Linked DNA regions of Gasterosteus aculeatus: region 1 is linked to region 2. A link is a contact called in public Hi-C data. All regions are on one chromosome and are shown on one strand. Each heading gives the region's core, a stretch centred on a gene start, on an enhancer-like site or on the middle of the called end of the contact. The rest is flanking DNA. Distances are from core to core; before and after follow the strand shown. Region 1 overlaps LOC120808763 (FERM domain-containing protein 4A). Region 2 overlaps LOC120808763 (FERM domain-containing protein 4A).

Region 1 (6,015 bases), core at 3,427-5,926, 42 kb after region 2:
GTAGTGTGGGTCCCATGTCCCAATGCTGCAGGGTTTTGTTGGTCTCCTTTTCTGAAACAGAAATAGGATGCAAAGGACTCTGAGCTACAATCGGCCTACATGTTAGCATCCCTCACTCCTATTCTCTCCAGAGCCCTTTTCTGTAGCAGGATCACTGTAGGCGCCGTGCTTATAGGAGATCTAGGTCATTGGAGTTGTGTACGTGTGTGTTTGTGATATTGTGCGTGTGTGTCTGCGTGCGTGCCGGCTGTGTGCATGACATCACCTTCTTGTCTTTAAATAGCTCTCAGTAGCTTCTGTCACTGAAGTTGTAGAGGTAGTTGTAGGTACACTGAGTAGGTAATACAGGACCTCAGCATGCGCACTATGACACGTGTGTGTGTGTGTGTGTGTATCCCTCATGGGCACGTGCGTCCCCTCCTGTTTTATAAGCGGGATCCTTGGATGTCCTGCATCAGGCTTTTAAGTGAACACGTACGTGCAGATGGGTGCACGTGTGCGATGACCACGTGGGCGGAGAGGCGACGCCCACGGTTAACCTCAGGGTGGAGCCCGCTGTTGCTCAGGATGACTCAAACCAGCCCCAGCAGTCCCTGGCTGCTGCCTGGCTTGAAGATGCTCTGCATGCTGCGAGTTTCTGTTGATCTGATTCTGTTGCAGGTGATCGTCATGTACAGCTCGGACAGTATTCCACAGTACGAACTAGACAGAAAGCTCTTGTGCTAGCTGCCGTCCCCTGCATACAATACAGTGGTTGGGCCCAGAGCCATGACTCTGCAGGTTTGGGTCAGACGGGCGGAAAAGGAAGGAAGGAAAGAGGGATGGAGGGAGGGGGCGGAAGGGCAGGGGTATCTGCACCGTCAGCAGCATCCACTCACTACATCCATCTTTCTTGCACTTTCTCTTTCTCATTTGTCTCCTCCTCTCTTGCTCTTTCCCCCGTTGTTTGTCAGAATGCTTAGTCATTGCAGCAGATCAATGGCCGATAGACAACATTAACATAACGCTGTACAGACAGATGTACTTGCTCTAATTAAACGTCAGCGGGATAAACTGTTACACAAGTTTATGAATAAAACACAAGCGGAGCGATACTAATGTTTCTGTGCCCCTGCAGCCCAAGCTGATGGCGAAGGACTTGTTGGACCTTGTGGCCTCTCACTTCAACCTCAAGGAGAAGGAGTACTTTGGAATTGCATACACGGACGAAACGTAAGTCACTTTGAAACAGCAATGCAGTTCCAGCGCATGGTGTATTGGATTGGGTTTTTCAGTACTTCCCCATAACGTCATAGCTAACTGTTTGTGTACTTAGTTTCTGGAACAATACGTGGGACAAATTGTGCTAGAAGCCGACATCAGGCAAAGTTCAGATGCCACTAGTTGTGCTCGTAAACACAGTAAAGTGAGCGTGTTTGTGTGTTTCTTTAATCTTATAAAACGTATGAATCTCCAACTGTCAATGACCATACAAATAGTTGTAGTGAGAAATGCCAAAGATGAAATACTGAAATTGTGAGTTGTGAGTTTTAAGCATGGTTTAAGTTTTCAACTACTTAACAAAAGCCAAAACGCATTTAATTGGTTTCTGCTTTGATTTGATTCATTCAAAATATTTGTGCCTTTAATATGTTTCCGCAGGTCTTGTCAAATAACTTTCTTAAAAAACAGGATTCATTTGCAACTTCAGGACAAATGGTATTTGAATTGTATTGACTCGTGTATTTAAAAGAAAAGACATCAATGTCAAAGAGATAAAATGTCAAAAATACATAGTTAACATTAGCAAAACGCTGCACTGTTATCAAAATCAGCGGTATGAAAACTCCAGTTTCCTGTACATAATTTTAAATGTGTGGTTTTCATCTAACAAAATGTATTGTTTATTTATTTATGTTTCTTTTAAATGGCTAACAAGAAAACATATCCAGCTCACAGTTTTACAGTAAAAGTAGATTTCTACCTTCAGATTAAATGATGAATCTCACGTTAGACTCGTGTATTACAGGGATGTTATGATGGATGTTATGATGGCCTACCGATGGATCACAAAGTCATACATGTGAGAAGGATTGGGACAAGAAGCAAAAATGAACTTCTAACTTGTGTTATTGCGTTCGGTGACCTAATGAAGACAGAAGCACCTCCGGCATTGTCCAGAACTAGTCATGCAAAGATACAAGGGATTTGCATACAGGCAAACATTGCCAGGGCCTTTGTTTTTTCTCTTTGTTTTATCTCACGGGCCCACTGATGGCCTCTGCTCTGTGGCATTTCCATGGCTGGGAAGCGTACTGTAGCCATAGTCTGCAGCCCTGCAGTCATTCTGTGATGTGTAGATTTGTTGCTTGTGCCCGGGGACGCGGCTCCGACCGCTCGGTGGTCAAAGGGGCTCGGGGGGGAAAGAGACAGCGACAGAAGGGGGGGGGGGGGGGGTTGAGAGAGATGTTCCGTTGCTCGGGAGACCATGCAGGGTTACCAGGGTGACAAGCTGTCTCTGCAGTTTGTCCCTTCTGTTTGAGGGAGACAGAGAGAAGAGAGGGTTAGAGAAAGGAGGGGGGGGGGGTTGTAACAGGAAAAGAAAAGAAGGGAGGCTCGATAAAAAAGGTTCAGTGCTTTTATATGACGTTTCAGTGCTATTCAGACATGCCAAAAAACACAAGTTCATTTCTGTGTGGTTTTGTGTCACCAGGGGCCATTTTAGTTGGCTTCAGTTGGACCGAAGGGTGTTGGAACACGAGTTCCCCAAGAAGTCTGGTCCTATTGTCCTCTACTTCTGTGTCAGGTGAGTCCTTCTTCATTAAATGAGTCACCTTGCTCACTCACACAGTGTACGGCCTGTGAGTGTGTGTGTGCGTGGACGATAGACAGAAAGATGTGTGTGTGTGTTTATGCTCACGCTATGAAATGACTCCGACCCTGGTGATTAGCTCCTGCCTCAGTATTTGCTGCATGCAAATACGGCTCCATCCCCTACAAACTCGAGCCCTGTCATTTCTTCTAACTCCTAACCCCTTGCGGTGCTGGACTCAACCAATGAAGAGGCAGGTGCGCCGCGGCGAGCTCTCCTTGCTGTGGCGGCGTCATCGCCGAGTCTTCTATGACCTGTAGGCAGGGTTATGAAATACCCCTCCAATCCCACGCTGCTCTCCCAGCCCCTTTGCACCGCTCGCACAATGGCCCCACTGATATCCGAGACGCTCCTGACGCACTGGATCGTGTGTGTGTGTGTTTGTGTGTCTGTGTACATGTGGCTGTTGTGTCTTCAGTAGGCTATTGAAAAAGAAAGACAAAAGACACCAGACCTGAAAATACATTTTTCCAATCTTTTTTTAATCTCAAAGCAAAATGCACTGCACTTCTCAAACCACTCTCCCAAAATACTAGCACTCTCTCACACACACACACACACACACACAAATACACACACCCACACATTCAATTAGAGCCCGGAAGGGAAAGCCAGGCCTTTGTTTTGGGACCACTGTTGTGCTGCGGCCCTCACACATCTCTATGATGTCAAATGTACCCGAGGGACTGAGCCTCGGTTAGGAGCAAACATAGCAACGTTGACGCACATTAACGCTGCTACACAATGTCATCGAGTACTCACTTCCAGGGCGACATTCATGACACAACCCGTCGTGACACAAAGCGGTGACTGTAAAGCAAAATCTGATTGTTAGCAAATAGACTTATTGTTCACCCGCTTTTAATAAACACTGGTGTTATTGTGCATTGTGATACATTCAAAAGATGTGCAGATTGGTGTTTTACTGCCATATTGGCCAAACGCACTATATACTCAAGCTACGTTGACCCTCGCGGTGAGCATTCCTCTTTATCTGGAGTCACGCGATGCTCTGGGTGGGAGTCTCTGTGTGTTTATTTACATAGACTAATAGGGGTTTGAGGATGTAATGTTGGGTGTGCGGTGACTGTGAACTTTGACACCGTTTTTTGCTCGCAGTTCAGTCTAATTGCTAACCTCAATCTATCCAAATGTCACACCTCTGCCTACACACACACACACACGCGCGCGCGCACATCCAACCCTATTTCTAGGACGCCCGTACACACGTGTGCAGATTCAGGAATATAATGGAACAACTGTCAGCCCAAATGTCAAGCCTGAATCTATGATCAATTTTAAATTTTTGTCATGAGCTCAATCTTTATTTGTGTGTGTGTGTGTGGGCGCGTGTCTTCATGTGCAGGTGCATGCACGTCATGTATTTGCATGCGTATGTGGTGTTTGTGTTATGCTTTAGTTCCCCAATGAATGCTAAGCAGATGCCCACCTACTGCTGATTCAGTGGGTGCCTTTTTGCACGCTTGCTGCTGTGCTGGCTCATCAACGCTGTGGCTTTAATTAAATGTTCCCACTGAATATCGACAAGGCTCCAATCCTTCCCTCCTGCGGCTCAATTGGTAACGCGATTTACGCCACCCCGATATTGATCCTCCTCCAATCCCTACAAAGCACACAAATCAACACATTTAGTCACGTGTGTTCCCAGGAATATGTGCTCAGGTCCCATTTTACACACTCACTCGTGGTTTTTAACGTGTTCATGTTTTGATGTACATTTCCCACAGAGATGAGCAGCCTCCTAGCGCACCATCGGTAGCTCCCCTCCCGCTCAGCATGCATTCATGAGCTAAATTTAGGAGGCATTATTATGTTCGCTTCCTCCTCGACGCTCTGCCAGAAGTGGGTTACTGTGCTTCTCTCTCCAGTGTGTAAGGATTGTGCCTGTGGAATCACGACGCACTGCTGATGATGCAGGGAGGCAAACCATGTGTGAAGTGCATCACGTGCACATTCAATCTGTGTGTGTGTGTGTGTGTGTGTGTGTGTGTGTGTTCATGTTGTGGAATGTGCTCACACTAACAAACTAATAATGGATCATTGCCAGCCACCCTGGTGAGAGAGGGAATTGGTTTAATGGGAAGTGAAAGGATGTTGGTTTTTGGGATCAGTTTTTGGTATGAAGCGCCCCCCTCTGGTTACTTTTGTCATTGCATTATTTCTGTCCTTCATGTTTGACTCATTCTCCTGTATTATCAGTGTGTTATTTGAATTCATGATGAACATATACACGATAAACCTCACTGTTTTTCATAGAACTTAAGGTCAACTAATGTATTTGTCCCCTTTCCTGATTGAAATGTGTTCTCCTGCTCTCTTCAGGTTCTACATAGAGAGTATATCTTACCTGAAGGACAATGCCACTATTGAGCTGTTTTTCCTTAATGCCAAATCAATCATCTACAAGGTAAACTCATTATTTTGTCCCCATTATATATAGTACTTATACTGTCAACGCTGGTTTGCGTTTGTGTGATTATGCGGTTGGAAGCATCCCGCTTCATTAGCCCATTTCATTTTTCTAAATGAATAGGCCTGACTGGACTTACATCGGTCTCTACATTGATTTGGTGAAGCAGAAAACGTGCGTGAACCGGCAGCATCAGCTGTTACCCATCACGTTATGTGCTGCACCGCATTCCAGCACTGAGCGAATCATTTGACACACTTGCTGCCATCTGTCACTGTCGCAACACATCTGTTTACAGTGTATTGCAATTGCTAAAAGTTCTGAAATCAGGTCCCTCTCTGTGAAAACTCTACAAAAATATAATACATTTATAATACAATATATTAATACAATTAATACAATATAATACATTTTCTCAAAATATTGCTTGCACATCGCTCGCAAAAAGCAAAAACCACTTGAAACCACACACAGACGTGGTCAATAGTTTAGCTTCATTTGTTAGTGGTTTCAATAATTACGCCACAACAGCTTCTAGTTGGTTTACTTATCATTAGTCTACCTGCCACCCCTGTGGATGCAACGTATATCTATGCGTATAAATACAGTAACATTAGTATAAACCTTAGTGTACGGAACGTGCATTGACATCCGTGCACGGCAGTTCTCTCGTATGACCAGAAGAGGGCGTGTGAGGCCTGAGGTAAAACAGCGAGCCAGCCGAAGCTCCAGA
Region 2 (5,815 bases), core at 986-3,485:
CTGTTACCTCTTTACATGAGCGATAAAGAAGCTCGCAGCAGTCTCTGAAATATGACTTAGGCTCACTAAGGACTTGAGTGGTGTCAACACTGACCTGAGGGGAGAGAGGAAGTAACGACAGAGGCAAAAGAACGGCATGAATTGTAGGACATTATTCCTGAAGGTGTTGAGCCGCATCACCGGAAAGAAAAGGGCCGTAAAACAACTCAACATTTAACACACACAGATGTTCTCAGTAGCAGCAACTGCAATGGATCAGCTCTGACCTATTCAAACGCTGGCAGGAATACTGGAGTTATTACAAATACAAATGCAGCTTAAAGTGCCGGGGCTTTTGAGGAAAATTACTTCCCAGCACCGCAGGCACTCAGGTTCAAACTCTGGCTCCCAATGATTCTGGCTATTGGCCCTTTGAGCCTAATCGTCAAAGTAACAGATAGAAAGCCACAAAAGATCACATGTTTGTACCTGCGCTGATAGCTGCTACCGGTTGGCAGGGGGCACACATTCAGGGGGCGACCACATGGAGCTCCGTGTGCCTCCCGGGGAAGCTGCTAGTTGGCAGACTGTTGTGTGTCGGAGGTCTTAACACTCCTCAGGCTAACAGAGGGAGTTATTAGCATCACGGTCGGCAGCACACGGGGACAAAAGAAGAACAAACACAAATTAAATGAAAAAAATACTATTTATCCATTCAAAACAAGCTGTGACCGTAATGATATTAATAATATTATTTCGTTCTTGTCAAAGATCAGTTCAGTTCTTAAGGACAGCACAAGGTGAAGCAACATTTCGTGACCAAACCATAGTAGATTTTATAGCTCTTACTCTGCGTACTTAATTGGAGCATCCATCCCCTTTTTTCCCATTTTAGTAATTTCAGTACAAAGTGCACGGAGCATGAACAAAATTTACATATGCACTTTTTATGCTCCAGCGCGCTAATGTATGATTCATGATTCACCTACAAACATGCTCAAGGAGACAAAGACATTGAGCACTTTACACACACACACTAACAGTGCATATCCTCTAAACACGTGCATGCACACTGGTCAATTTGCATGCTCCATAACATCTACATGCACAGCCTCACGTATATATGGACCGATATTCTGCAGCCAGACAGCCTCGTTGAAGTAGGAGGCACGACAGCCTCCCAGCAGCAAGGCTGCAGCCAGCGTCTTCAGAGCTGCAGACAGGATGAATTGATGGATATAAGTCGGCGATAGAATGAGAGACAGTGATGGTTGAAGGTGCCGGGATGATTGGACACATGATTGGAGTGGGGAGGTGATTCTTTTAGAGCCGTTCTTGATTTCCAGCACTTGATTTTCAGAAGCATTGGTCCGTGTCGCCAAAGGGGCAGTTTGCCGATCCCATCTGGCTCCTGTGATCCCACTTGTGCTTCTCAGAAACAAAAAGGCAGCACTGCGACAATTATTTTAGTAAATACGTATGTCTTTGCGGGTCATATCATTTAACACCACTGATATTCAGTAATTCTAAACTTATCCTGCTTGGTACCACGTGTCAGATTTTTGATTTTTCTAGTTAGGAACACTCTGCAGTGGTTGCCAGGTATCCTATTATCTCTCTCCCAAGTGTAGACAGCTGCCACAGCGCTGAATTAAATCCAAATATGAAATCAAGGTTGCCAGATTGATGCTCATCCATCCTCCAAGGAATACTTACATCATCCTAAGTGTCTCGCTGACCCTCCAAACTCTCATTACTGCTTGTTAAAACAATTAGGTTTGACGTGTGTCAGATTTATAACTCAACCTTGTGTGTGCTTGTGTGTGCGCATGTACACGTGTTTGTTTTATTCTGAACAGATGTGAGCATCTGCCATTGCAGATAAGGCCATTAATATGTGCCCAGAGGTGTTTGTATGTGGATGTGTTGAGTTTTTGGGCAACAGCTGTTGTTATTTGCAGTGTACCTTGTTTGCACATTCACTTTTGACTGGATCTCTCACATCCTGCTTTAGTTTGTTCGTTTCTTGATGTAGATGTGAACATTAACAGATTTAATAAAAACAGGAGCTGAAACAATTGCATTTGGTGATACAAATTGTATCACACGCCTTACGTTGAGCTCCAAACAGCTCTCACAACACAAACTTGGAAACCGTTTTAAACACAAACTGCTTTTCCCACAGACAGCACGCATTTTAAGCTACATGTCGACACTTGCGCGTGGCTTTAACAAAAGTAAGGGAGGGCCCCATGCGTCATGGTAGATGATAGAGTGAAGGCCGACCCCTTTTATTAAATGAATCATGGAATGCAGACCTGCCATTCCTGAAGTTTGATGTTGGGTAATTATTATGTTTGATGGCCTTGAACACAAGCGGTTTCATAATAATGATACTGCTTCAGAAAAACAGCGTTAGAAATTATTACCGTCGACATGATCAACAATCCAGTGCTGTGATAACCGGTTTGTTGCAGTATCCTTTAGTTTCTCTTTGGTGTTTGGACCAACTATTTATGTTTATCGGTGAAACTGTAGTCGTATTACTTTGCTGTACGACGGTTACATTGTCGCTGCACATGAACCCAGGTGTCATTGCAGGTTTTGGAACTCTCATAGATACTTTTGATCTCCTCCAAAAAACCTTTTCATGCGGTGTTTGCGTTATTTCATCCATTCATGACCCTTTTTCCTCTGAGTTTCTCACCAGTGTGCTGCATTTCATTGCCTGGCCACCAGAGCGCGCTGTGTGATGCGATTCCCTTTGCTTACAGCTCGAGGCTGAGGACATGGACGTCCAGTTGAGTTGCTAACTGAAGAAGAGCAGGCCACCCGGGGCCTTATGTTTGAAGTGGTGCACGTACTCCTTCCCGTAGCTCCTTCAGGAAAGTGTGGGCGAGAAGAATCCCTCCACAGCAATGAGTGCTTATTGAGAAGGTCAGCGCCGTTGAAGAAGAACTCCAGACATTGCTTTAGATTTGCGACTTGCCTCCTCCTCCTCACCATGTCTCTGTCTGATGTATGGAGCCAATAACCAGAGACCTTCGGGTCTCTAATGAGCAGTGGTCTGCTGCCTGGCTGTGTGTGTGTGTGTGTGTGTGTGTGTGTGTGTGTGTGTGTGTGTGTGTGAGCTGGCCTTTGGGCCCCAGTAAACACAGAGCTTTATTGGACAACTCCACCGTTCCCCGCATTCGTCATCACAGCTTTCCGAGAGACATCAGTGTTTTCGTGGAGGGGACCAGGTGGGGAAGGAGGAGCGAGTGGGTTTGTGTGTGAGGTGACCAGGGAATGGTGTTGTGTATAATTAATGACCTCATCCTGCTCCTCCTGCTGTCCAAGAGGGGGGGGGGGGGGGGGGGGGGGGCGCGTGAGTGGGTAAAAGACAAAGAGCAGGGAAAGGAAGTGAAATCAAGACAGAGAAAATGACAAGAAGGGGTAAGGGGAGGACAGCTGGGGACAAAGATTGAGGGAAGGAAGCATATGTTAAAGGCCGCACTTGATTAATAATGAGATTTGTCAGTGACCGAGTTGCCGTCCCATCACCCCCGCTGTCTACTGGGGGGGGCTATCACATAGGCTTCAACCCAATAAATCCGCCTCCTCCTCTTCCCCCAGTCTTTCATTTTTCATGCGCCCAATATTCAGCCCTTTTCCTGCCTCCTTTCCCCTCCGTAGCTTCAGGTGCTCCTCTGTTCCCATGGCGATGACGCAGGCAGAATGTTAATAAGTCCTAATACCAAGGGACGGGACCTTGGCTTGGAGGGAGACCTGGGACTGATCACAGCCTGCCTGTCACAGCCTCTCTCTCTCTTTTCTTATGAATGCTGTGAAGGTGAAGCGGTGTAGCGAGGACAAAAGGCAAGAGACGGCCGGGAGGTGACTGCTCTGTCTAGCAGCAGACTCCAGCGGAGGATGTAGCCCCAGGGGGTCAGCATGCCCCCCCCCCCCCCCCCCCCTCGTCTGTCAGCCCACTTTAGACATTAGGTCTCTTAATGTTTTCCCCGGGGAATCATGCAGAGCACCAGCTGAGCGTCGACACTCCAAAACCAACCCCTGGAAAAGCACACAGACACAGACTGCACTGCTGGGACGGGACACGTTACCGTCACAGTGACGAGAGGGCTGACCTGGAGTAACACCAGGAGGTGAAAATGATCTCCTCAAATTACGCCCGTCTCTCCCCGAACCCCGAGGGCTCCTTCTCCCCCTCGTCCGCTCGTTAACAATGACAATCTGCCTGAGACGTTTGACCAGCGTTGGGGATTGGTTCACCTGTCAGACGCGCTGAGCCCATCTGTACAGTAACAAGCAGCTTAGTCCCATGCCTGCAGCAAGAGGTGGAGCTGCCACCGTCTGGCTTGTGTTACTGCACTCCTGGGAGAAGCCAGACATGTGTGCTGTGGGTTGCAGAATGAGCTCATTAGAAAAGCAAGGAAAATGCAAGCATGAGTGTGTGTGTGTGTGTGTGTGTGTGTGTGTGTGTGTGTGTGTGTGTGTGTGGGTGAAACGATGTGGACAGGTGCAACCTCTTCATACGTTTGCATTTGTTTGTGCGCATACTTTGTTGGTTTGTGGTTTGCATTCCAGAGGGAGCATAATGAAGTTTTAGGAGGCTTATAAGCACAGCTCCATGCAGATAAACGAGACTCACACTAATTTCAGGGGAACTAAGCAACAACACTTTTGGCTAGTGTGAGCAGTGTAGGAAAATGTTCAGTTGTTAACCCCCCCCCCCCCCCCCCGTGTCAAATGCTTGAATTGTTTTTCTAGTCTAATGTAAAACATATTTGTTTAATAATCATTTAATCATTTAACAATCATTTTTAATATCATTGCACAAGTGTAATTGGTATTTTAAACCCTTCGAATTAGTGCAAACTACATTCTATAGTAAATAATCAACATATAGGACTGCACCAGAAATTCCCTGTTATAAAAGCACCGAGACACACACACTCACACACACACACACACACACACACACACACACACACACACACACACACGTACAAATGATGTTTGCATGTTTCCTCCTTTTTTCCCAGTGTCCCAGTATCGTCCCCTGGGAGTACGATCATGTATGACCCATTTCCCCTCATGATCTGGCCTGTTATGATTAAATATGTAACCATATCATCAAACATTTAACTCTCACGCTGCTACAAATCAGTTTCCTAATCGTGTTTGGACTTTGGGGACGGCTGCTCCCGCGCACGTCTTGATCCTAAGTCGACGTGAGCGTGCTGTTCGCATGCTGGAGTGGTTCATCAAAGCTGCGCCAGACGGGCATTCCTGCGTTATTTGTTAAATCAGTGTCAGAGAAACAATGTTTTCACAGCCACTCAACGGCGTTGGTGAGTGCACGCGCACGTCTGTCCGTGTTGGTTTCTCTGCATTGCACAGGCTGGGAAGCCCTCTCGGTACACGGCAAAGTGGGCTAAGTTTACTGGGGCAGAAAATGCAGGAGCGAGTGACTCGACCCAGCGCCTTCGTACAACCGGTCTCTAAAATATGCCTCTATCCCTTTTTTCTGTCTGCTCAGTGTCTCTGAGACGCACACTCACGCTGTGCTGAGAGGCTTGTATGTAGGACGAGAAGGCCGGAAAGGGTTCAGGAGTCCAAAAAGGAGCAAAGTGTGTGTGCGTTTTGTTTTATCTCCCTTTGTGACAGATATTCCAATAAGTCTTGACTCGGATATTTCAAATATCGGTTACTCTGGTTAGTCAGAGTCTGACTCAAATCCAAGGTGACTTTCACTGCGGCACGAATGACATAAGATAGCAGACAGCGCACCTGCCTCTCCCTTCACAGACCCCACACACAACACACACACACA

What was found. A called contact is a pair of places that touch in the nucleus more often than the background predicts.
Region 1: a contact with region 2 is called in a Hi-C map of whole body, with 7 times the contacts expected there. The contact joins two enhancer-like sites. A contact is called at or near these places in 3 of 6 Hi-C or Micro-C datasets (skeletal muscle, tail fin and whole body).

What each region holds. Positions count from the first base shown.
Region 1 is chrX:9,758,900-9,764,914 of fGasAcu3.hap1.1, forward strand. LOC120808763 (FERM domain-containing protein 4A) reads left to right here. Exons shown (of 24, transcript XM_078082645.1): 3 at 1,118-1,212; 4 at 2,693-2,785; 5 at 5,195-5,279. Among protein-coding and RNA genes, the nearest start is that of trnam-cau, 18 kb to the right of the region's middle. Within about 2 kb of position 4,677, at least 2 of the 9 cell types and tissues checked have open chromatin away from gene starts, as enhancers often do.
Region 2 is chrX:9,719,361-9,725,175 of fGasAcu3.hap1.1, forward strand. All of the region lies in intron 1 of LOC120808763 (FERM domain-containing protein 4A), which reads left to right. Among protein-coding and RNA genes, the nearest start is that of LOC120808763, 24 kb to the left of the region's middle. Within about 2 kb of position 2,236, at least 3 of the 9 cell types and tissues checked have open chromatin away from gene starts, as enhancers often do.